Regions from separate parts of the Mus musculus genome. Here regions 1, 2 and 4 are each linked to region 3. The links are chromatin contacts, called in public ChIA-PET and HiChIP or PLAC-seq maps. All regions are on one chromosome and are shown on one strand. The core of a region is the stretch at or near the end of the contact, and the rest is flanking DNA. Distances in the headings are between cores, read along the strand shown.

Region 1 (6,010 bases), core at 920-3,419, 650 kb after region 3:
ACAACCAGGAGCACCATGAGTGGGTCAGAGCCAGCAGTGTCCCCCAGCCAGGAGGCCATACTGAGGAGGGAGGCCACCATGCAGGGTATAGCAGTAGCAGCAGCCTCGCTGGAGCCTGATCTCAGCCCTGCCTGCCTGCCTGCCGGTGGCCCCTTCTGAAGGACAGATCCGTGCAGTCCACAGCCAGTCCTTCCCACCGCACTGGGCCTCCCCGCCTGTGAGGAGGACAGTTGGGGCTATAGGCGGCCTCCTTGGTCAAGAGGCCCGTGTACCATTCATGGGGAGCTAAGCACTCCGTGCACCGACAATGGCAGCATTGTCCAGAGGCCCTGGCCGCGGGAGGCCTGCGGGAGCCCGCCTCCCGTGCTGTCCCCGCGGCCCCTGCCTGCCAGGCTGACGTAATCCCCAAACATCTCCCGGCGGCAGCTGCAGGGCGAAGCGGCCGCCTCCTCCAGGCCTTTCCGGCTGCCGCAGACAATCGAGCCCTTTCTCTCCCCAATTAGCTATCACTTCTGGAGGCCAGCACGGTCCGAGGCTGGGCGGGCTGTACAGCAGCAGCAGCAGGCCCGCACCGAGCAGGGGCCACGAGGCTTGCAGGGAGGCCCGGCCCAGCAGGGAGGGCGGCAGGGAGACTGTGCGATTGAAAAGAGGAGAGAGGCACAGAGAGGGGGGGAACAGTCGGCTGGAGCCCAGAGGCGACCCCAGACATGGCTCAATTAGCACACAGGCTGTGCGCTGAGTCCCTAAGGCTGCCCCAGCCTGTAGTAGCATGGGGGTAGTCAACACAGACCGCCCCAGAAAGGGTCTGGAACCTGGAGGAGTGGGTTTAATCTCCCTCTCACAACCCCGGGAGGGCAACCTCTAGAGATGGGCTGAGCACCACCTACCCCAGCTCCATAGGAGGTTTATGGGAAGGAACCCCTATAACCCACTTCCAGCTTCCCACGCAGGGCTGTTGGCTGATTAGCCTGGGACTCACTGAGTGTCGGTGAGGAAGATGCTCACTTCCTTAGACCTCAGGTTCCTCTCTGGGAAATGAGGTCAGAGCCCCCTGCTCTGAAAGACAAAGAGAGAATACTTAAATAGGCCCAGCACCCTTAGAGCAGCCGCTCTGAGGACACACCTCCAGAATTTTCCAGAAAAACAGCATCTGTCTGCCAGTTACATGTGCTCATACATACACGTGTGACCACACGCATGTGAGGACTCTGTCCCCCTGTGTGAGCTACTCTGGCCCGGACCCTGTCCCCAGTCTGGCCCCTCACAGCTGAGGTCTCCTTAGATGAAGAAAAAACTGGCTTGCTCTCCCCTACTTCTAATGCCAACCCTGTGTCCCACTAAGCAGGACCTCACCTGCAGCCAGGGGCACTGGGAGAAGTAAGAATACTTGGCCACAGGGTCCTTCCTGGACTTTCAGCCCAAGTTGTCTCACCCGGAAGCAGTCCAACAAGCCATGAGACATGCAAGGGGGCCTTCCACGTGGAGAATTGTAGCCTATCACTGGTCGCCTCTCTCTATTTCTGAACTCTTTCCTTCATGGCATTAAGAGTATTCACCCTGTATAGCCTTTCTAGAAGATTTCAAATAACGACAAACACAAAGGACTGGCAGGCAGCACATCATAGAATGGGAAGTGGAGATTTTGAGAATGGTGCCAATTTGAGGATTCCACAACACTAACGCCAAGTGTGCCAGAGGTATGTAAGTTCCCTGTGTCCACCCTCCGCCTCTCACGCTGCAGTTGGTACATCCCTGGGACTGACCGAGGTTGTCTCCCACTCTGCAGTGCCAGGCCACCCAGTCCAGCACTCAGGACAACATTCTTGAAACATTCCTGGGTTTGCTTTTCTAACGCTCCAAATGTAAGTGAGGATCTAGAAATTAGGAGCCAGGCCTAACCAGAAATTACACCAAACATTTCCTCCTCAGGGGTTTCTGGAATGTCTCAGACAGAAGGCTTTGCTCACTTACCAAAGGAACCCAAGTGAATCTGGGGTGAGAGTCCCCCAATGGATGCCACCATGCTCTTGGGAAGGGAAGAAGCCAAGGGCTTACCTTAGCCAGCATTTCACTCACCTGAGAGGCCACATCTCCGGGTGAGGCTTTCTTGGAAGCCGAAGCTGTCTGACTTGAGCATGGCCACCAGCTCGGGCCTATTACTGGTGGAGCCAAGGTGGCCTTGAACAAAGCTCTGTGTTTATCAAGCACACCATCAGATAGGGAAAGTCAATATTGTCCCAGGTCACATGGCATCAAGACACAGGAGACTCTGGGGTCAAGGAGGCCTGACCCTTCCTGCTCATATGCCTCTGGGAGTCAGCAAGCATAAAGTCTGCCGTGTGTCCTTCAGGGAAGCAAGTGTTGGCCCTCCTAGCTGCTCCTAGCAGAGGAGGTCAGTGGGATGCTGGAGGATGAAGTCAGGGAGGATGGAGAAAGCATAGGAAGAAGCAAGACACAGATGGAGACAGTAAAGACACAGCTTCTCTGCCTGGAGGACACCAGGGTGCTCTCCACTGTGGTAAAAGGGACTCTCTGAGTCACCCACAACTGATGATGAGCATGGTCTGTGCTCTTCCTGGTCCACTAGGGTCTCGCCAGCCTCGGTATTGGGACCACAGGAACTGTCCCCTGGGCAAATTTTTACCAAACCTTGACCATACAATAGATGGGCTCTTGGTCCCCTGGACTAACTCAAGGGTACACAGCCACCAGACATCCCCAAATTGGGTGGAGAAGGCCAAAAGTCAACCCTCTTTTTATGGCTTCCTCCATCCCCACCTTCCTGTTTCCTAGATTTCTCACCGACCTCTTGGACCACCACATCCAGAATCACCTGCTATTGGACACAGCTCAAAGCAACATGAAAGACCCAGAGATAAGTAGTGTTTGCTATGGTATTCAGAGTTCAGTCATGAAGGCTCTTGTCCCTTGTCACAGAGAACAGATCAGGGGACTCTGGCTATCTTCAAGGCTTGAAGAATCCACAGTGACTTCCTACACCTACATGTTCAAGCATTGAAGTGACAGGGACAGGTCCTTGCTCACTGTTCCCTGATATTTGCCAGGTATAAGTCCAGTCACTAGTGAGGCCAGTGGAAGGCTGGTGTGAAAAGCAGAGGGGGTTCCAGCTCCTGCCAACTGTGGCAGTGAGCTTGTGATCTTTCTGACTCCATGTCCCCAGAGCTGGGATCATAAGAGTGTGTCACTATACTTGGCTTTTTTGCACAGGTTCTAAGGATAAAACTTGAGTCCTTACTCTTGTGTTGCCAGCTCTTTACCAACCAACCAATCAACCAAACTGTCTCCCCAGCCCAGTGCTCACTTCCTTTATATCCTGGCCCCTACAGCCTCTGAAGTCTCCCATGTCTATATCATGACTCTCACATGTCCCCTGGTTTCATGTGGTCCGAGGCCTCCAGGGCAGGTTAAAGGAAACCCACATTGCATTAGACCTGATTCTGCCAAACTGTGCTGCCTTGAGCTGGGCTAAGAGTAGGCCTTCCCAGCCAGTGTCAGTAACTACTGTTACTGGCATTTCTTCTCAACATTTGTTTTAAACTATATTTATGGGTGTTTTTGCCTGCATGTATGTCTGTGCACTATGTGTGTGCAGTGCCCACAGTACCCAAGAGGACATTAATTCCCCTGAAACTGGAGTCATAGACAGTTGTGAGCCATCATGTGGGTGTTGGGACTGGAATCTGGGTCCTCTGAGAGAGCAGCCAAAGCATTTCATGGCTGAGCCATCTTCCCAACCTGTTGTTGCTGGAACTTCCAACCCCAATAAGCCCATATAAAAACTATGCAACTTATATGTTTTAAGACTAGATTGAGCAGATCTAACACTATACTAACTTATTCCCTAGTTATAAGACTTCTTGTTATTTGTGGGGGTTTTTGGCCATGTGGTTTGTTCTATCGTGGCTATCTCTTCTTTTGTCTTTTATCCTATTCCATGAGTTCCTGTATCCTCTCTTCAAGGTTCTGCTTCCACATTTTAATTTTTTTCTATATTGTAATTCTGATATTGTGATATTTATTTTATTTTGATTGATTGATTGATTGATTGATTGATTGATTGATTGATTTTAAAAGATTCTCCTCCAAGCCTTGCTTCCAATCCTCATTATTTTCTCCCTGGCTCTCAGTCTGACCTGTGAGCTCTTGAATCCTTTATTCTAGCATCTTCTCCAGCTCCTGTCTTCAAACTTTATTTTCCTCTCTCTGTTGCTTATCATGACCTATAAATTTCTGTGCCTTTAGTTCTAGTGTTTCCTCTAACCTGTGTTGCCAAGTCTTAAATTTCTCTCTATATTGTTCATTCCGCTCTATAAATTTCCATATCTTCTGTTCTAGGCCTAGCTTCCACAATTTTAATTTTTCTTTATGTTGTAATTTTGATATTGTAGCATCTACCTTATTTTGATTTACTAATTTTAGTAAATATCTTTTAGAATCTGTTTCTAAATTTTACTGTTATCTCTTTGTTGTTTCGTCTGATCTATGAAATTCTGTATTTTTGTTCTAGCATCTTTTCTAGCTCCTGTCTCCAAAATCATTACTTTTACCTTTTTTGCCAAGACCAGACACTCAAGCTGAATGAGGGCAAGAGAGCAAGAGTGGGAAGAGACGGAGAGAGCCTTGCAGAAGTGTGTGGATTACAAAAGAGGAAACTGTAAACTGTTTCCAAGGTGGAGCCTAGGCAGCGAGAAACCCTCCCAATCAATGAAAACTCCGTGGCCAGCCTACGTCTTCCCTTAGAACCCTAACCCCAAACTCTAGCCACAGTGGGGCCTGCTAGTGCATGTTCATGCCCATAAAACAAGAACTAGGGAGGTAGAGCAGGTCATAAGTTCAAGGCCAATCTGAGCTACAGTATCAAACAGAAATCAGTATCAAAAACCCAAAGGAATGTGGCAGAGTGGCTAAGGCACTTGCCTCACAAGCAGGAGACACAGTGTAGGTGGGTGTGGTGGTCTGTCTGCAACACCCCCCTATTGTCAATCTCAGTTTGCCTGAAAGACTTTCCTGTCTCATTGACTAAGATGGAAGAGGGCCAGAGAATACTTCTCAACATACATGCACATACATGTACCACACATGCAAGCCTACACACACTCACACACACACCGCATACACGCACATGAAAATAGAGGTGGGGCAGCCATGGTAGCAGTGGGCACCTTATAATGTCAGCAACAGGGAAACTGAGGCAGGAGAATCAGAAGCTCAATGCCAGCCTGTATTACCTAGGAAATTGGCAGCCTGGGCTACATGAGACCCTGACTTGGGAAAGAGAGAGAGAGAGAGAGGGAGAGAGAGAGAGAGAGAAAGAGAGAAAGAGAGAAAGAGAGAGGGAGAGAGAGAGAGAGAGAGAAAGAGAGAAAGAGAGAAAGAGAGAGAGAGGGAGAGAGAGAGAGAGAGAAAGAGAGAAAGAAAGAAAGAAAGAAAGGAAGGAAGGAAGGAAGGAAGGAAGGAAGAAAGAAAGAAAGAAAGAAAGAAAGAAAGAAAGAAAGAAAGAAAGAAAGAAAGAAAGAAAGAAAGAAAGAAAGAAAGAAAGAAAGAAAGGAAGAAAGAAAGAGAAAAAAGTGCCCCTGAAATCAACAGGACATGCTTTTCAAAGCAGATTGCTCCTCTATGCTTGAGACCCCCAGACAGGCAAAAATAAATCTTTCTTCCTGCACCACAAAGGCAGATTAACACCGCCGCTGCTGCTGTCGGGGATGAGTGGGGAGGTGGAGAGCTGGAGGGCTAGGTCAGCGAGGGGCTTGTGTCCTAAGGAGGGGCAGCCCTCTGAAAAGGCCGCTGCAGGCAGAGCCTGGTGAGGCCTCCTCGCAGCCAGTGAAAGCCGGTGTGTAACTCTGCCTGGTGATCAAACAGCCTGCAGGCCGCAGTCAGCCCAGAATGAAATTCCAAATAAATTAGCCATGTCCCAGAAGCCATCACAACACCGGATTAGGGCGTGCAAAAGAGCGTAATTTATTCAGCTTCCCTTGTCAGAGTTCCTAAC
Region 2 (6,199 bases), core at 2,471-4,970, 930 kb before region 3:
AGAGTATGATTTTGGGTGTCTTCCACCCTTGATTTATTTCCATTCTGTTTATTGTGACTCAGTCTCTCACTAAATCTAGGGCTCGCCTGAAGGAAACCCTGCCACTTTGGGCTTCCTAAGGGGTGGGGTTACAGATGGGCTACCATACCCAACTGCCTTTATATAAGCTATAGAGATTGGAACTTCAGTCCTAAAGATTGCATAGCAAGAGACTTATCCACTGAACCATCATCTCCTGTTCTCATGTATGGGCTCTCACTGTGTGGCGGAGGATGACCTTGAAGTAGTGATCTTCCAGCCTCTACTGCCCCAAATGCTGCGGTTACAGTCTGTGCCATCACATCCAGTCTAAAGCACCAAATAAGTAAGTTAATTAATTAATTAATTAATAATAAATGAGGAGATGGCTCAGTTGGTAAAACATGTGTCTCACAAGCACCTGGACCTGAGTTTAGATCCTCAGAAGCCAGGTAGAAAGCTGAACATGCCAGTACTTCCTGGTAAATCCAACAGAGGTGGCTCACTGGGCAGCCTGACCAGGGAAAATCATAACTTGAAAAAGAACAATACTTTCTTTTCCCTGGTTTTATAAACATTAGAATTAAACACAGTGACTCACTGAAGCTTCTGCTCTGATGAAAGGGAAGCCACAGGAGAGGAAATGACAATACGGCTTTTCAAATTCTCATGTGATAGAGGAAAAGAAATAAAAAGAAACAAACAAACAAAAAAAAAAAACCCAACTCTACTTTATACTAGGCATCCATCTTCGTACGAACTAGCTCTTTGTCTCTGAATCTGTCCCTGGAAGATAAGTTCCTAGTGACCCTGTGCTCTAGAGTCAGTGGGACCTGGGAGAGTGGGAGCTGATACGTGAGGCTGACTAAAATCTCAGGCAATAGCCAACTTTATTCAGAGCATCAGATAATTTATACTCTGAGGATTAAGAAGAGGCACATGAATAAAGTGTACAATCACAAGGGCAAGATGCATGTGGCAAAAACTTATTTATCCACAGAGGCATATGAATAAGTAACAGTCATTGTGATGAATAGTCTGAAGCGAGCTCACTCCTATCTGCTATACCTGGGAGGGACATGAAAATACATTCCAAAACCAGTTTCCTGTTTTTGAAGAAACTGGGGTCACAAGACTCTTGTCTTGTTTTTTTGGAGTTTTCTCACAAGTACTCAGAATCTTCACATAGCTCTCTTCTTTGATCACATCCTGACAAACATGACTCAGTGACCACCCATGCAAACACATACAGTAACCATCTCTACTTGGCATGTTCCTACTAACTCGCTCTTGGCCTCTGTAATCTGCTCATGCAGACGTTCAGGACACCTTGACGACCTAATCTTAGCAGATCAAAACATCTCTAGGCTTGCAAGTGCAGATACTCAAAGACTTCTCGCAATTTTTGCCTTTAAAAGCCCTTCTTTCTGGGGCTGGAGAGATGGATCAGCAGTTAAGACCACTTCCAGAGGACCTGGGTTCAGTTCCCAGTGACCACATGACAGCTACAATTGTCTGGAACTCCAGTTCCAGGGGCTGTTGATACCCTCATTCAGACATACATGCAGTCAAAAAAAATTTTAAATGAACATAAAATTCAATATATATATACACAAACACATATATACCTATATACACATATGTGTACATACATATATGTGTGTGTGTGTGTGTGTGTATGCCTTTCTTTTTTTTTTTTGTTTTTGTTTTTGTTTTTCAAGACAGGGTTTCTCTGTATAGCCCTGGCTGTCCTGGAACTCACTTTGTAGACCAGGCTGGCCTCAAACTCAGAAATCTGCCTGCCTCTGTCTCCCAAGTGCTGGAATTAAAGGCATGCACCACCACACCCGGCTATATATACCCTTTCTTTACCACTCAGTTTGCATGGAAATCTTAGAGATTGTTTTCCTGTTAACATTAATCAATAAATATTTTAATTATAGCTGTATTGACTCTGTGCTCTTTCGCCAGAGGTCAGGAACTTCATAAGCCTGAGAAAGTGCCCAGAATCACATGCTCATCCATGCAAGTCCCTTAGGGAGAGAGCTGAGCACATTTCTTAGCCTGTGGACACTTGACACCTTTGGAGGTTCACAAAAACCCAGAGGTAGCTGAGGACCACTGACTGAAGGCCAGCCACTTGGAAGGCACTATTTTCTAGAAGAGAGAATCTCTCTCTTTTTTTTTTTTTTTCTCAACAGACAGTGGGAGGAAGGTGTCACTGTTTCAGGCTACTTTCACTCTTGTTTGGTGTGAGGTTAAGCGAGAGTCAGACTGCTTCTGTCAGCTTCTATCACAAACCAGCTACATTAGCAGTTCAAAACAACAGCAATTTTGAGACAGTGTTCTATAATCTGGGCTCCCTATGTAGCTGAGGACGACTTTGAACTACTTATCCTCCCAAGTACTGGGATTACAGGCCTATGCATCCCACACCAGGCTGACAGCACAATTTTGAGGGGAAAAAACCTCACACTTGAAAAATGCCAACTTTTGTAGTCAAGGCTTGGCGGCTCAGGCCTGGGATTCCAATTGTCACGAAGCTGAGGTATGAAGACCAGGCTGGGAGCCCAGTCTGGGCTATATAATATCTGCCTCAAAAGAGGGAGGAGGAATGGACTGGCAAGATGCTTTAGAGGGAAAGGTGCTTGCTAGCCAGCCTGATAACCTAACGTTGATTCCTGGGAGCCACATGGTTGAAGGACAGAACCAACTCTTGACCCCCCAATAAATAAGTAAAATAACGAAAAATTATTAAAAATAAAAACTAGTGGCTGGAAGTATGACTCCGTAGTTAAGAGCACTTGTTCTTGCAAAGGACAGCACCCACATGGTAGCTTACAATAATCAGTAACTCTAGATCTAGGGAGTCTGATACCCACTAGCTTCCACAGGCACTCTACATAGGTATACAGTCTCTCTCTCTCTCTCTCTCTCTCTCTCTCTCTCTCTCTCTCTCTCTCACACACACGCACACCATACATATAATTAAAATAAAAGACAAATGTTTATAAGGTAAGACGGAACAAGAGACTCTCAGAAAATGATGAAACCATTTTTGTAGAAAAGTTAGCAAGGCATGTTGGATCATGCATTTCATCTCAGTACTCAGGAGGCAGATGTAGATGGGTATTTGTGAATTTGAGTTTGAGGACAGGCTAGTCTACACAGTGAGTTCTAGGACAGCCAGAATTACTAGTCTCAAAAAAAGAAAAAAAACAAAGAAGAGAGAGAGAGAGAGAGAGAGAGAGAGAGAGAAAGAAAGGAGGAGGAGGAAAGAAAGAAAGAAAGAAAGAAAGAAAGAAAGAAAGGAAGGAGAGGAGAGGAGAGGAGAGGAGAGGAGAGGAGAGGAGAGGAGAGGAGAGGAGAGGAGAGGAGAGGAGAGGAGAGGAGAGGAGAGGAGAGGAGAAGAGGAAAGAGAAAAGTTAAATGGGGGGGGGGGGTTCCACTGCTTTGTAACAAGAAAAGATAAAGATATAAAACCAACTCCTTCTCTGTTAAATCCCCTCACCCCATTCTCCACCTCCACCATACAGGAAAGGAGCTGAGAAAGGAGACCCAGCCTTATCACTAAACAAGATCCTGTGTACTGCTGTGACCATGATAGCCTGCTGGGGCTCCGCTATGGTTCCCACACACTTGTGCCTCTACTCACCCTCAGAAGCAGCCCCAGCAGTAGCAGAAGTCGCAGCCTGGTCATGATAAAAAAAAAAAAAAAAAAAAAAAAAAAGGTAGGACAAGGCAGAGCCGAGAGAGATGCTTGAGGAGTTGTGAGGACTAGCCTGCTGCAGTCCAGATGCTGCCTTGCCAGCGAGGCAAAAAAAAAAAAAAAAAAAAAAAAACCAAAAACAAAAAAAAACCACCCCCTGCTTCCGGTCCAAAGAAAGACTGACTTCCTTGCTCAATTGAGCTGTTAGTGTTTTGAAAGTTTACAGAGAAGTTCTTCAAAATCTCTCAGGGCTCCACTGGCACTAAGCAGCAGCAAAAGGCACTTCAGCGTCAAGAAGTCTGAAAGCTGAGGCAGCTTAAGCGATGCGTGCATGCATTGACCAATGAACTAGACCAGGACTGTGGGTCAGCCATAAAGAGGAAGGAGAGCCTCATATACGTTAGGCGTCCCTACAGAGCCCTAGGCCACAAGGAGCTGGATGGTCTCAAAAGGACAAAGAGCTTATGCATCTACTTCTGAGAACCCTAGAGTCTCAGGCCTACTGAAGCAGAAAGCAGAATGAAACACCTAGACTGGAGAGGGACGGACAGTGAGTAAGTAGCTCATGGGGTTACAGTTTTATTTCAGTAAGATTGGAAAGTTCTGAAGGTGGATGGGTGGACTTGGCTTGATTGCAAAAGTCTATATGATATGTCTTTGGGAGCTGGTGGCTAGGGATGTGACTCAGTTGGTAGAATGATACCTGGCATGCATCCCCTGCGTTCCACCCCTACCATGGCTACCCAGTCACTGATAGTACACACCTGTAATCCTAGCACAAAGGAAATGTCTGTAGGAGGCTCAAAACCTCAAGGTCATCCTCAGCTGAGGTCCAGACCAGCCTGGGCTATGTGAAACCCTGATCAAACACAAACAACAAAAATGAAACAAAAACCAAGAAACCTAGCCTACTCAGCATGCTCCAGAGATCATATCTCAACAAAACAAGGTGGAGGAACTCAGTGGTTAAAAATGCTTACTGTTAGTGCTAGAGAGTTGCTTCAGTAGTTATTGTTATGAAGTGAATGAAAAAAAAAAAAAGAAATGGAAAGGAAAAGAACTCCTAGGTATGGTGGAAGAGAAAGTCTATGGTTGGTATGTGGGAGAGCACAGAGACAGCTGAGAGAGTCCAGAGTGGACCAGACTGAGCTGGGCCATGTGGGGAGAGGGACCTCAGGTCCTGAGTTTGCTATTCAACACTCACAAATCAATACTGCAGGTAGCAGAGACCTCCACCAATCAATCAATATAGGCATCATAGACCCCCAACAACCAATACTTCAGGCAGCAGAGACGACCCCCTCTGACACACACAAGCCTAGAGCTGCCCTAGGGGGAGACAGGGTTTCTCTGTATAGTCCTGGCTGTTCTGGATCTCACTTTGTAGACCAGGCTGGCCTCGAACTCAGAAATCTGCCTGCCTCTGCCTCCCAAGTGCTGGGATTAAAGGCATGAGCCACCACTGCCCGGCTCTTTCCTTCTTTTTTTGACAGGTTCTCTCAAGATAGTCCCGGCTGTCTTGGAGCTCACTACCTAGACTGAACTGGCTTTGAATTCATGAATATTCTCCTGCCTCTGAGTGTTGGAATTAAAGGCATGGACTACTACATCCAACTCCCTTTCTGTTCTCTCTCTCTCTCCCCCTCCCTGCCTCCCTCTATACACACACACACACACACACACACACACACACACACACACACACTGGCTCTGATGAAGTACCACAGGTGTGACACCCTCACAGGTATGACTGAGGATGTGGCAAGGCTGGGCCTGATGTTTGGATATGCAGAACTCTAGGGCATAAAAAAAAAAGAAAGAGAGAAAAGAGTAAAGGAAACGGTTCATCAGAAGCTCAGTGAATGAGCAGGCTGGTCCAGTCAGCAATCATGAGTGCTGAGTGGAGGAGCTACCAGGAAGTCATGAGTCACTTGACATCAGCTAGGTTTATGGTAATTTCCAAAAAGCCACATAGGTGCATACAGTGTCTGGAGAAAAATAGTTGGCTAGTTCTCAGCCATCCCAGATAAACTGCTTTTTATTCAGGTTATGTGAGAAACAGAGTTATGCTTTAAGTTTTTATTACTGTGCCTAAGAGGTGTGTGAAACAAAAATGCCTCTAATCTGTAAGCCCCTCCCTGCCTAAGGACAGATGCCTCCAGAAATGCTGGAAACTAATATTTACAGAAGATTGTTGTGTTTATAAAAAGATAAATAGAGGAGGAATATGTTTTGGTGGGTATGTAGTCAGGTGTGGGGGAAGGGGTACCTCGGCAGGCCCATGCTGAGGCATCTCTTCCTCCTTCAAGACCAGCTACATGACAGTATAGTATAGAGTTTATTCAGGGCATGGGGATGGGAGATGAGAGGGTAGTAGAGACAGAGAAAGGGGGAGGGGGGCTGGCAATGAGTATGTGGAGAGAGATGGGAAGAGGAATGGGGAGAGAGCAGGGAAGGGGCAAGAGAACAGAG
Region 3 (5,814 bases), core at 460-2,959:
TGCTTTCCTAAATCTAGGCAGTTTCCCAAAGAGGTATGACAGTGGAGTGGTGTGGTCACATGGCTTTGGTGGATCCCCATTTTTTCCCCTAAATTGAATTCCTGAGAATTTTACCAGTGCTCAGAAAACATCAGAACCATCACTTCCCAAGTGGTTACACAAAGCAGCCAGCAAGCTAATACACTAACAAGACAGTCCTGCAGACATTTAAAGGCAGAAACCTTCCTTGATTTCAGTTTGATGGGCATACCTGTGGAAGTGCAGTATTGAGCTGCCTCTGCAAAGAATCTCTTTCATGACCAACTTCATGCAACTTCCCCTGGGTTAATGCCAGTGTTTCTTGTGTCTCTCTTAGTGTGTCCAGAAGGCGGTCCCGTTCTTCCAACATGGAAACCATGAGCTGCTCAAAATGCGAATCAGCATCTGGCTGTGAAGGGGAGCCTGACCCATGGCTCCCACCTCCTCCTGGAGGGCCTTCTGCTTCACTAATGGTCGGCATCACCTCGCACATCATCTTGAAAAAGGAACGGTACAGACCACAATCAGTAGGTGCAGAACAAGAGTTTCCACAAACCTGCAGCTTTCTGAGCACCACCTGTGGCTAATGAGAAAAAGGCTGACAGCCCCAGAGCTATCCGTGACGATCATCCACTCTGGATGCACACACTCTGGGAAGTAGCATGCACAGGTCAATATAATGAGCAGATTGGGGGAGACAGTCCTGGGAGCAAGAGGAGCTGGGATGCTCACCTCCAACCAGTGGGGGTCTGTTTAAAATCCACATTTAACAGCTGAAGACAGTTTCCTCAGGAAGAGAGATTCCAAACAGTCCCTCAACCACAGAAGAAGACTGGAAACTGACAAAACACCAGCACTATGGACCCAAGCATCCTCCAGGAATGTGTGCAGTCAGCTCCTGGGAAGGACTAGCAGGCACCCTGACTTGTGGGGCTGGATATTTGGTGATCAGCGGAAAAAGCAACTGGATTGGCTTTTTAAAGTCTGGACAGAAGTGTTTAGCAAAGGCCTGCTGCTGTGTAACGGTTGGTCAGCCAACCCAACTTACATAAGTTCACAGTCAAAGACAGGGGAAAAGAACAGAAAGAGAAAATATACCCACACTGGGAATCTAGGAAGTCGGGACAACAGGGCTAGGTTAAAAAAAAAAAAAAAAGGAGGAGGAGGAGGAAAAGGTGAGATGGAACTAGAGATTGCATGCTGTCAGGGCACAGGGTGGAGGATGAAGCAGAAGGCGCTGCAGGTGCATCTGAGCAGCACCCGCTGCCCCGGCCTGGCTCAGCTGACCCCACAGCCTCACTGCCCCCAACCTCACTTACTCTGGCCAGTCTAAGCGAACTCGGACCTAACTGCTATCAACCCGTTTTGCCAGGCTAGCCGCAACTCTGCTGGCTCTGCTGACCCCCGCACACTGACCCTGCCGACCCGGCCCCACCGACCCTGGCCCGCCACCCAGCGCGGCCCGCTCCACCCGCCCTCACCTTGGCCGGCGGGCGCGGCTCCGGGGCTATGAAGCGGCCTTCGGGCGGCGGCCGGCTGCGGGCCGACCCACGCAGCCCCGCGGCTGCGTCCTCGCCCGGCCCCCGGGCCCGCCGCCCCGCTCGTCACGAAGGCCGGCCCGCCGCCGCGGGACACTAGCGAGCGCAGAGAACCGGGCCCGGCGCGTCGCCGGCGTCAACGTGCCCGACGTCCGGCGCGTCGGCGCGAGCGTCAGCACCGCCCCCCGCGGGAGAGGTTGGCCGCGGGGCCGTGCGCATGCGCTAGATCCGCGGTAGTGGGCGGGCGGTCTATCGGGAGATCCAATTGGCTAGTCCTCGCTTTAGCCCCGCCCCCGGCAGGCCAACCCCCTGCGGAGACAGGGCGACCGTGGAAACACCGGTAAAGATCTCTGGCAGGTGTGCGCAGCTCGCAGTCCTGCTTCCGTGCTCTCACGCCAGTGTGTGTGTGTTGACGTCACCCAAACGCCGACGTCACCTGAGCACTCGCCCCCCCCCTCAAAACCCAAGACCTCTGGGGAGTCCCGCCGGACCACCTGCAAAACCGGAAAGTGCTGACAGGTCGGGCAAGGTACCTTCTACCTCTATGCCTACCCTTCAGAAGTCTGAGGCAGGAGAATTACAGCAAGGTGGAGACTCTGCCTGTAAAATACAAACAAAGGCTACTGCCATCAACCCTGACGACTGAGTTCGAACCCTAGGACCCAGAAGACCTGCAGTAGATCCTCGGAACCTACATAGTCCTGAATGTTGTCCTCTGACCTGCACACATGTATCGTGTGGGTGCATACATGTGCTCACATTCACACGCGCACACACAACAACAACAAAATGTAAGGGCTCAGTCACTCTTGCAAGTATTAGAACCTAAGTTCCATTTCCCAGACTCCACGTAAAAATAAAAAGCTAGCTGGCCTTGGTGCTACACGCCTTTATTCCCAGCACCCAGGCAGATCTCTGGGTTCAAGCTAGCCTTGTCTACATAGTGAGTTTCAGGACAGCCAGGAGTACATACTGAGACCTTGTTTTAAAACTTTTTTTTTTAATTAACGCCAATAAAATAGTCCAGAAACCAAAGCAAAATGATCATCAACCATAACTGAAAAGCCAATAAAACTTTCCAAAGGCCAAGGCAAGAATACTGTCGACTAGTATAGGCTACATAGAGAGCCAGGACAGTCAGGGTTACATGGGCAGATTCCTGTTTCAAGAAGTCAGTAATTAATTACAAAGTCAAGTTACAAGTATAACCAAGCACAATAGTGCCCACCTGAAATCCTAGCACTCAGAAAGCAGAGGCAGGCAGGCAGATCTCTGAGTTTTGCCCGATCTATATAATGAGACCTTTTTCCACAAAACAAGTCAGAATGTAAATAGAAGCAGCAAAGTCTTTAAGGACTATCAGCCACTGCACACAAGTTCTCAGTTGCCTTGATCTCAGGTTTGGATTTGAGGAAATGCTCAAGCCAGACGTGGTGGCGCACGCCTTTAATCTCAGCACTGGGGAGGCAGAGGCAGGCGGATTTCTGTGTTCGAGGCCAGCCTGGTCTTCAAAGTGAGTTCCAGGACAGCCAAGGCTATATAGAGAAACCCTGTCTCAAAAAACAAAAACAAAAACAAAAACAAAATGCTCATGTCTCCCCAGAGGTTCCTGCCAATACAGCCATCTCCTAAGAAACTGATCCAGGACCAAACACAGCTCAACAGGGCATACTGTACTGGGTCCTCTTCCACAGTCAGCACATGTATGAAGCTGGCATGGCAGAAAGCTAAAGAAAACAATGCTTCTCCAGCAAGTTTCACCACAAGCTAAGAAGCTGAGCTGCCCTTAGCAAGCAGTGCATGCTTTGCAAGATGTGTGAATGGGGAGGTGTAACCACCCTTAGCAACAGTGCATGCTTTGCAAGATGTGTGAATGGGGAGGTGTATCCGCAGAGAGATGTCATCCTGCTGGTCCCTAATGCTCAGAGCTCTTCCCCAGCTTTCTGCCTGTGGAAATCCCAGCTCCCGCTGATTGGCACCTATTCTTGCAGACCATAAATCAGCAGAGATGGATGTGAAGAACAGAAGCTACAGGACCATTGTCCCTCTGGATCGCAGAGACATGGCTAACACTCACAGTGGTTTAGTTTTTTTAATCCCATTTGTCCATGTCTCTGTGTCTGTGTATGTCTACACATGTGTATACTACAACATACATGTAAAGGCAGGAGGACAACATGCAGGAAACATTTCCATCTTTCTATCATGTGGGTCCCAAGGATTAAACTTTGGTCATTAGCCTTGGTAACAAGTGCCTTTACCTGCTGAGCCTTCTCACTGGTCCGAATTTTATTTATTTTAGAGGCGAGGGCCCTTTGAGACAGGCTAATGTGCAACTTTCCACACACTTGTCTCGACCTCCCACGTGCTGGGATGACAGATGTGTGCTATCATGCATGGCGTTGTCAGCCCCCTCTTTTTTTTTTTTTTTTTTGGAGACAGGGTTTCTCTGTGTAATTTCATGTGCTTGAGTGTCTGTCTGTCTGTCCGTAAATATATATGCACTGGAGTTACGTATAGTTGCAAGCCGCCATGCAGGTGTGGGTAATGGAAATGGACAAAGTCCTCTGCTAGAGCTCCAAGCGCTCTTAACCACTAAACCATCTCTCCAGTCCCATCCAAGCACCACACCTTTTTTGAGAAGAGGTATCAAGTGTCCTAAACTAGCTACAAAGTAGCAGAGGCTAGCTTTGAACTCCTCCTGATAAATGTCACAAGCATGTGAAGATAACCACTCACCACCACACCTGTTGCATGGCTTCTCAGTCCCAGGCTGAGGAGTTAGGTTCTAGGAGCTCCTGAAACAAAAAGGCAGTGGACCTGAGCGTCTTCAGTCCTCAGGCAGTTCCTCCTGCCTGGGCTAGACTTTATTGAAACCTTGCTCACGGGCAAGTCTGTTCTTCCTTGCTGGGAATGTGGTCTGTTTGGGTTGATCTGGAAACACAGATATCTCTAGATGGAGTGATAACAAAAACAATTTGGGGCTAAAGAGGCCACTCAGTAAAGGGCTTGCTGGGCAAGGCTGAGGACATGAGCTTCTTCCAAAAACAAAACAGAATGAAGACAAAATAAAAATCAAAACAAACAAACAAACCTGGGTTTGGCCGAGCAACTATGTAATCCCAGCCTGAGGCAGTAAAGACACTGGGATCCCTGGGGCAAACCAGAGAACAAGGTGCCAGGCCTTCCTCAGGATGACACCTACACAAGTGTCTACACACATAAAAGTCACATTTGCAAAGCCTCATCCCAAGAGCCCTGCACCCTTGAAATCCCATTATCCCCAACTTCATACTATGTTCTCCTGGCCACTCCTCTATCCCCCAGTGAGTGAGGATTGATGTCAGTCAGCTAGAGCCTTGCTCTCCTTTGCCCCGTAGCCTAGGAGTTGGTCTGGGCATCTGCTTCTCATCAGTGAGATGTAAGGTAAACTACACAGAGTATTCTGGAGTATGTCTTTCCTGATAAAGGGTAGTAGTGCAAAAGTCCCTTCCCTCCTCCTTTGGGACAGGCTCTGGAAGGCTATTCTGTGGCAGCCATTTTGAGAGCACAAAAGAAAAATACTGTTGCTTTGCCTTCATCCCTCACTGCCCTAATTGTACTTGTCCTTGAGGTGCTACAAGAGCCCCCAGTGTCCTGTCAGTGGACGATGCTGTCACACCCCCTCCCCCGCCACATTGATCTATCTCTCTCCTTCCTTCCTTTTGCTCTTATTTTGTGAGAACTTGAAGGTGAAGCCCTGCATTCAAGGCTCACACTATTCCAACTCCCAGGCCTGGAAGTTGGCTGTTGAGTTTATCCCCCACAACTCCTATCCTAGGCCAAAGGATAAAAATTCACTCACTCTCTGCAAGCATTTCTTGTTATCGGCCTCGCACTTCTGAGAGGAGAAAATAGCCCAGATCAGAAATCAGTAACAGTATCTCTGGCTGTCCATTCAGAAAATTCCTTTCCACTGTCTCTCAGGAAATTTCCCACTCCCCCACCCCCACCCCCCTTTTTTTTCTGGTCCAAATAGCAAGAAAAGTCAAGCAAGAAACTGAGAAATTAAGGAAAACACCACTGCATTTTTTTCAGGAGAATTAAAACTAATAATTTATATTGAGGTCTGGGTAAAGGAGCTTGCCACCAAACCTGAGTACCCGAGTTTGATCCCTGGGATCCACTTACTAGAAAGAGAGAACTGACTCCCACTCTGATCTCACAGGCCCACTGTGGCATTTCACCCTGCACACATACACACAAGAGATAAATACAG
Region 4 (6,225 bases), core at 264-2,763, 690 kb after region 3:
CCTTGACCTTGGACTCAGAATGGGAAGGTGGGTTTTTTTTTGCAGTGAAAAGCCATGCAGCAAGCTTGGCTTCAAAGCCAAGGCTACTCCAGGAGGTCAGGACTACACCCATCACCCTGAGTTTGGGCAGATCAATTGCTCTCAACATGTGGAATCCATCCCTGTCACTTTACTGAGAACTTAGGCATGAGAGGAAACAAAATAGAAGCCAGTAGTCCACCTCAGTGTATTCAGAGGAGGGCTTTTGTCTCCTACCCCGTGGCAATTTTACCACCCGGACTCCTGCCTGGCCTGGAGTTCCCCTCCATTGGCCACCAGCCACCACCACTGGCTGGAGCAGAGATCACCGCCCTGCATGCTGTGGTCACGAGGAGTCCCTGCCCTTTAGTTATGTGGTAGTTTATGTGCCAGGGGAAAGCAAGGCCAACCAGTCCCTGGTGCCCCCAAACACATTCTTGGCATCTCACAAAAATGCTGAAGGTACCTGATTAGAGAAATGCTTTGGGCTCTATGGGCCATGAACTCTGAGCCCTAGGGAGGCAGTGACTTCACACCTCCCCCTCGCCCACCCCGTCCCTGCCAAGTCTGAGCTGCCTACCACATCAGTGACACCATCGCGGTTTCTCTGTCCACGCACATGGCCAGTGTTTCTGTTTTCTTGAGGCATCAGCTTTGATACACACAGAAAAGGGCGGGGGATGTTAATGTGGGGAAGGTATCTATTAAGGTCTGAGCTCCAGTTCCTTCCTGTCAAACGGAAATAAGGATAATCATGTGTGCACATTAAACTGCACATGTCAGAGTCCCCATGGTGGTCACTGTCACCCCAGAGTCTGTTCCAACACTGGCCCAGCCCAAGGTCAACCATTTCCCCATTCAGGGTTCAGTGCCTTCTACACTTTCCAATGTCCATAGAGGACAGAGGATATGTCAGAACATGGCCAGATTTGCATCCCAAACTGGACCCCTTCGGCAGCTCACAGTGGAAACCATGTGGTTGACCCAGAAGTGGACACCCACACATTTCTCCACCTATCAGTCTGCCCATCAGATACCTCCTGGGCATCTTTCTATATACCAGTTCCTCCCTGAGCACCTGGGACTTGGCCAAAAGTAAACTACATCTCTATCCTGGTGAGGTTCACATTCTAGCCAGAGAAAGCCCATGATAGGGGACCCCTAAATACACACCACATCAGACAAGAGGAACACCAAGGGACAAGCCAGGCCGGGAGAGGAGACAGTCCTGGAGACACACTCCTGCCCTACAGTCTTCTGGGGTCCCTTAGGCCAGAAGATCTACACATACATTCAGATGGGCAAGGGGGGACAGTAGAGAGGACAATACACGTGGGCCTTGCAGTCAAGGAAAGCTGCCCAGCCGCGAAGGAAGCCTTTATGAAAATAGGAAGGAAAGATCATTTAGGTAACCACCAGTCTAGCCTTAGAGTGGGGAGGTGAGCGGACTGGGACAGGATCCACCCACTGCCGCTGGAGCTCTGCTGTCCTCTGCTGGACAGATCAGGGATTTCAGGTACCCTAGTCTGGGACTCCTATCTCCTGGATAATCTGCGCCTGCCCCAGGCCCTCACCTGTATGCAAAACACCTCTGGGTGCCAGTTCATACTACCAGCTGGACCCTATGAAGGGCACACATCCCGTTACCCAAGCCAATTCTGGGTGCCCTATGGGTTTACAAGGTGCCAGTGACACCAGCCCACAGCAGGCTCTACTGGGGCCTCAGACATCAATGGCATCTGGGTCTGCATACAGGTGCCAGCTGTCCCAGTGCACACCTCACCTGGGGGAGGGACACTGCTTAAAATGCTCATTGAGACAGGTGAACACAGGACGGAGCACCTTTGTATAGATGCAGAGGTGAAGGGGGTGCTGTCAAGGAGCCCCCAAACTGTGTGCCAAGTAGAGAGCCCGTGAGAAATGCAGCCCCTTCCTTGCTGCCCTGTCACACCAGGCTTCTGTCAGCCATTTTTCAGTGATGCTACATACCATCCAAAGCCTTTCTTAGGAGCTGTGCTCTCCAGAGTGCCTACAGGTCCAGGGTTCAGTGAGGTCAATCCTAAATTATACACAAGGAAACAGAAGCAGTGGGAGAGGGGCCCAGAATAGTGCCCTGGCCTGGAGAAATCCCCAGATATTATCTCCTAAGAATCACCATTAAGTAGGTTGATCTATCTATCATCTATCTATCTATCTATCTATCTATCTATCTATCTATCTATCTATCTATCTACCTACCTACCTACCTACCTATCTACCTATCTATCTATCTATCATCTATCTAAGGTCCACAGATCCCAGAGGGGCTGATCAACCCACAATGTCTAGAACAATCCCCATCTAAGCAGGCAGCGGTGAGTACCAGCCAGCATGTGCCTGCTTGTGGACCCCTCCAGCTCAGGACAGTGTGTTTTCACCAGAGGACAGCACTCTGTCCCACTGGTAGCCCTAGCCCAGCTCAAATATCTTCCAATGCTATCACTTCAGAACAAAGTGACAAGCCAACATGGACAGAACCTGCTTCCCTAGATCACTACATAGAAACAGAAACTGTCTCTTAAGCCACTCTGTCCCTACTGACTTCCAGTCCCACCTCAGGAGTCTGGTGGCCTAGGGTCCATCATCAGCATGAGTGCTGGTAAGAAGCACCCACAGAGGACTGAGCTGCCTCAAGCCTCTATGACAGGTCACCACCGACTGGGGTACACAGACCAGACTGTCTCCCTTCACAGTTTGCAAAGCCAGGCATCCAAGTTTGCTGACATCTGGGCCCCACCCCTCCAAAGGGCCCAGGGAGGAGCCTTCCTTAGCTCTAGCTTCCTGATTCCCAGGCCTCCCTCAAGACATACCTGTATCACTCGATGTCCACCTCCATCACCACAGGGCTCTTCTGTCTCCCCTCACACAGACACCAGTCATTCTGTGAGGCTGACCCTTTACCCACTGTGACTCCACCTCAAGATCTCTAGAGACTTCTGCAGATTCTATCCCCAGGCAAAGTCACACAGTGCTTAGGGACTAGGACTCAGAGACACCTTTGGAGGTCAGTGGGGGTGGAGAAGGAGAGGCATGACCATTCTCAGAGTGCATCCCCAGACCTGTACATCACAGGAAGCAGTTTAGCACAGAGACTCCCCACCCAGCCAGAAATTGAGGGTGGGGACCAGCAATTGGTTGACAAGTTCTGATGGATATTAAAGCCTAGGGACCAGGACAGCTCTCATGTTCCCAGCTGCTGCAGAGAGCCTGGTAGTGGGAAGGTTGTCTTGTGCCATGGGTTTCTTCCCTGGGGTTGAAGTACCTGGGACAGGTGACATGCATAACCACGCCTGCCACACCCAACCCTGTTAGGAGAAGCAGCTGCCCAGGGGGCGTCTAAAAGTTAAGAGTGTGGGGCTCATGGGGCAACTGGATCACTTCATGCCCACAATCAAGCAAGTGGGCTAAGCCCTAGCTAAGCTAAGAGCCAAACAGAAGCTTTTCCAACACCACAGGCCAGCAGACAGACTAGAACCCCACTGCAACAGTCATGGAGGGTCCCTAGGGGCCAGGAATCCTGGACAAGAACCAAATGGTATCACCAACATCCCTAAATGCAAATAGTAACCACAGTTCCGTGGTAGCTCTGAGCCCACTGAGATACCATATGACTATCACTACCTACTCTTAAAAGTATCTTTAAATTTTTTTTGTAATTTTTTTCCATTTCCAATTTTTTAATTAGATATTTTCTTCATTTACATTTCAAATGCTAACCCAAAAGTCCCCCATACCCTCCCCCCCCTACTCCCCTACCCACCCACTCCCACTTCTTGGCCCTGGCATTCCCCTGTACTGAGGCATATAAAGTTTGCAAGACCAAGGGGTCTCTCTTTCCAATGATGGCCGACTAGGCCATCTTCTGCTACATATGCAGCTAGAGACATGAGCTCCAGGGTACTGGTTAGTTCATATTGTTGTTCCACCTATAGGGTTGCAGACCCCTTTAGCTCCTTGGGTACTTTCTCTAGCTCCTCCATTGGGGGCCCTGTGTTCCATCCAATAGCTGACTGTTAGCATCCACTTCCATGTTTGCCAGGGATGGGCATAGCCTCACAAGAGACAGCTATATCAGGATCCTTTCAGCAAAATCTTGCTGGTGTATGCAATGGTGTCAGTGTTTGGAGGCTGATTATGGGATGGATCCCCGGGTGTGGCAGTCTCTAGATGGTCCATCCTTTCGTCTCAGCTCTAAACTTTGTCTCTGTAACTCCTTCGATGGGTGTTTTGTTCCCAATTCTAAGAAGGGGCAAAGTGTCCACACTTTGGTACTCGTTCTTCTTGAGTTTCATGTGTTTTGCAACTTGTATCTAATCCTCTTTATTTTTATAAAATGATAATTATTCATTATATTTCTATTATTATTAAGTAAAGGTCTCATGTTGCCCAGACTGGCTTGGAACTCACCCTTGTGACCCCCACCTTTCTACTTCCACCTCCTGAGTGCTGAGATGACAGATGTGAGTATACCTGTCCCTTAGAAATCACACACATGACAGTGTATTAAGTTGCCAGGTGATCCCATCACTCTGAACTGCTCTCTAGTACACACACTCCAATGGTGGTTCAGGCCAATCTGAAAACAGTTCCAAGGCAGAGCCTGAGATCCTGTAGATGTGCAAAGGCCTGGAGCACAGGAAAGCGCCCAAGTCTAAGTTAAGTACCCAAGCTTTGACCCTCACCTCTGCCCTACCCAGAGTGTTCTGACTAATAGCTCATACATTATCACTGTTAGGGTAGGATTTGGGGAAGGTAGTTATATCTTCCAACATCTCATCTTTCTGGGTACTTGGAGTGCACTATGGAGTGCTTTAGAACACCGGGAAGCGCAAGGCCAGGCCCAGGGGCCTGTAGATCCACTGTCAGGGGAAGCCTAGCGGGCTCACCTCTGCAGCTCACATGAGCAGTTCCCTGCAACAGGCAAGAGGGCTCAGTGGGTGAAACTACTTGCCATTGTAACTCTGATGGTCTGAGTTCCATCCCAGGAACCTGTGCTAAAAATAATAAAGAAGAAAACAAGCCTGAAGTGGTGGTGTGCATGTATGTTACCAGCACTCCTGCTGAGAGATAGGCGGCCAAGAGAACCAACAGGAAGTGTGTCGGTTGGCCAGCCTAGAGGATGCTGCACAGTGCCCCAAACAAGGGACCTGGCCTCAGCTTGAGGACTGACTACCAAAAGGTTGTCTCAGATTTCCACACACATACTGTGGCAAGCACATGCTCCTACCGCCTGCCCCCCCACCCCACCCCACACACGAATGCACGCAGGCACACACACACATTATAAATGTATTTTATCAGATTCTTTTCATGAGAACATGAGACACGGCTCCTTCAGGAGTCCCTTTTGACATCTAAAGATCTGGAGCTAGATCAGCAGTTAAGAGCCAGCACTGGTTTTGATCCAGTGAACCTGGCTTAGAGATCCAACAGCTACATGGTGCCTCACAGTTGTCTTGTATTTCAGTTCCAGGGAATCCAGTGTCATCTTCTGATCTCCAAGAACACTGCATGCATGTGGTACAGACATACATTCAGGCTAAACACCTATACACTCTGTCTTAAAAAGAGACTGAACAGAGTAAACAGATCAGCACCAGATCCTGGTTCTCATGCCCTCAATCTACCAGAGAATGTTAAGGGACAGGGGAGGGATGCCCTCCAACACTAAGCCCAAGGGACGCCACAGCAGCAGAATTGAGTGTGGGCTAGGCTAGGTTGAGTTATGTTGCCATCCAATGATGAGAACACCCTTGGCTTCCCGGATTTGGAGAAGGGGAGAGCAAGGACATAGAGATGAATTATTCTAGGACCCAACAAAGGCACCAGGACAGTATATGGGTGTCTGGTAGGTCTGGGGACAGACAGGCACTACATCAGTGTCTGATCAGGCATGGGGAGAAGCCCAAGGTCCCAAAGGCAGCTTGTCAACACCTGCCATCTTCATCCCCTGGGAAGCAAGGCCTCTGCCCCAAACTATCTCTCACAAATGCAGGTGCCCTGAGAGGTAAGGGTTTCCAGGAGGTGCAGAGGAGAAGGGCAACAGCTTCAGGTCCTGCCAAGAGCCTTGCAGAGCTGGGGTAATCACTTAGACAGTGCAGTACTTGCTGGTAAGCTTGAGGACTTGAGTCCAACCCCAGAATCCATGTTAAAATAAGGAATGACAAG

The links. ChIA-PET counts read pairs in DNA pulled down with a chosen protein or histone mark. HiChIP or PLAC-seq counts read pairs in DNA pulled down with a chosen protein or histone mark.
Region 1: a contact with region 3 is called in an H3K27ac HiChIP or PLAC-seq map of extraembryonic endoderm stem cells, with 4 times the contacts expected there. The contact joins the promoter of Smim38 here to the promoter of Ppfia1 in region 3. A contact is called at or near these places in 2 of 115 datasets of contacts at active chromatin or transcription factors (bone marrow-derived macrophages and extraembryonic endoderm stem cells) and 1 of 9 other capture datasets (embryonic tail).
Region 2: a contact with region 3 is called in an RNA polymerase II ChIA-PET map of memory CD8 T cells, with 8 read pairs. The contact joins the promoter of Tnfrsf26 here to the promoter of Ppfia1 in region 3. A contact is called at or near these places in 2 of 115 datasets of contacts at active chromatin or transcription factors (bone marrow-derived macrophages and memory CD8 T cells).
Region 4: an H3K4me3 HiChIP or PLAC-seq map of bone marrow-derived macrophages shows a contact between it and region 3, with 3 times the contacts expected there. The contact joins the enhancer-like site here to the promoter of Ppfia1 in region 3. A contact is called at or near these places in 3 of 39 promoter capture datasets (cranial neural crest, hippocampal neurons and liver), 1 of 484 Hi-C or Micro-C datasets (forebrain), 1 of 115 datasets of contacts at active chromatin or transcription factors (bone marrow-derived macrophages) and 1 of 9 other capture datasets (adipose tissue).

What each region holds. Positions count from the first base shown.
Region 1 is chr7:145,205,950-145,211,959 of GRCm38.p6, forward strand. It overlaps Smim38 (small integral membrane protein 38), which reads right to left and starts at 2,170. Exons shown (of 3, transcript NM_001369202.1): 1 at 2,077-2,170; 2 at 980-1,056; 3 at 1-632. The coding sequence starts at 59. It also overlaps a transcript of Tpcn2 not described here. RefSeq lists an enhancer at 1-1,747.
Region 2 is chr7:143,624,125-143,630,323 of GRCm38.p6, forward strand. It overlaps Tnfrsf26 (tumor necrosis factor receptor superfamily, member 26), which reads right to left and starts at 3,721. Exons shown (of 8, transcript NM_175649.5): 1 at 3,674-3,721. The coding sequence starts at 3,718.
Region 3 is chr7:144,552,020-144,557,833 of GRCm38.p6, forward strand. It overlaps Ppfia1 (protein tyrosine phosphatase, receptor type, f polypeptide (PTPRF), interacting protein (liprin), alpha 1), which reads right to left and starts at 1,710. Exons shown (of 32, transcript NM_001195086.1): 1 at 1,500-1,710; 2 at 251-514. The coding sequence starts at 514. It also overlaps the pseudogene Gm35626.
Region 4 is chr7:145,241,783-145,248,007 of GRCm38.p6, forward strand. It overlaps a transcript of Tpcn2 not described here. Among named protein-coding and RNA genes, the nearest start is that of Smim38, 37 kb to the left of the region's middle. Within about 2 kb of position 1,514, at least 19 of the 459 cell types and tissues checked have an H3K27ac peak or open chromatin away from gene starts, as enhancers often do. A contact at or near this core is called in bone marrow-derived macrophages, where this site is marked.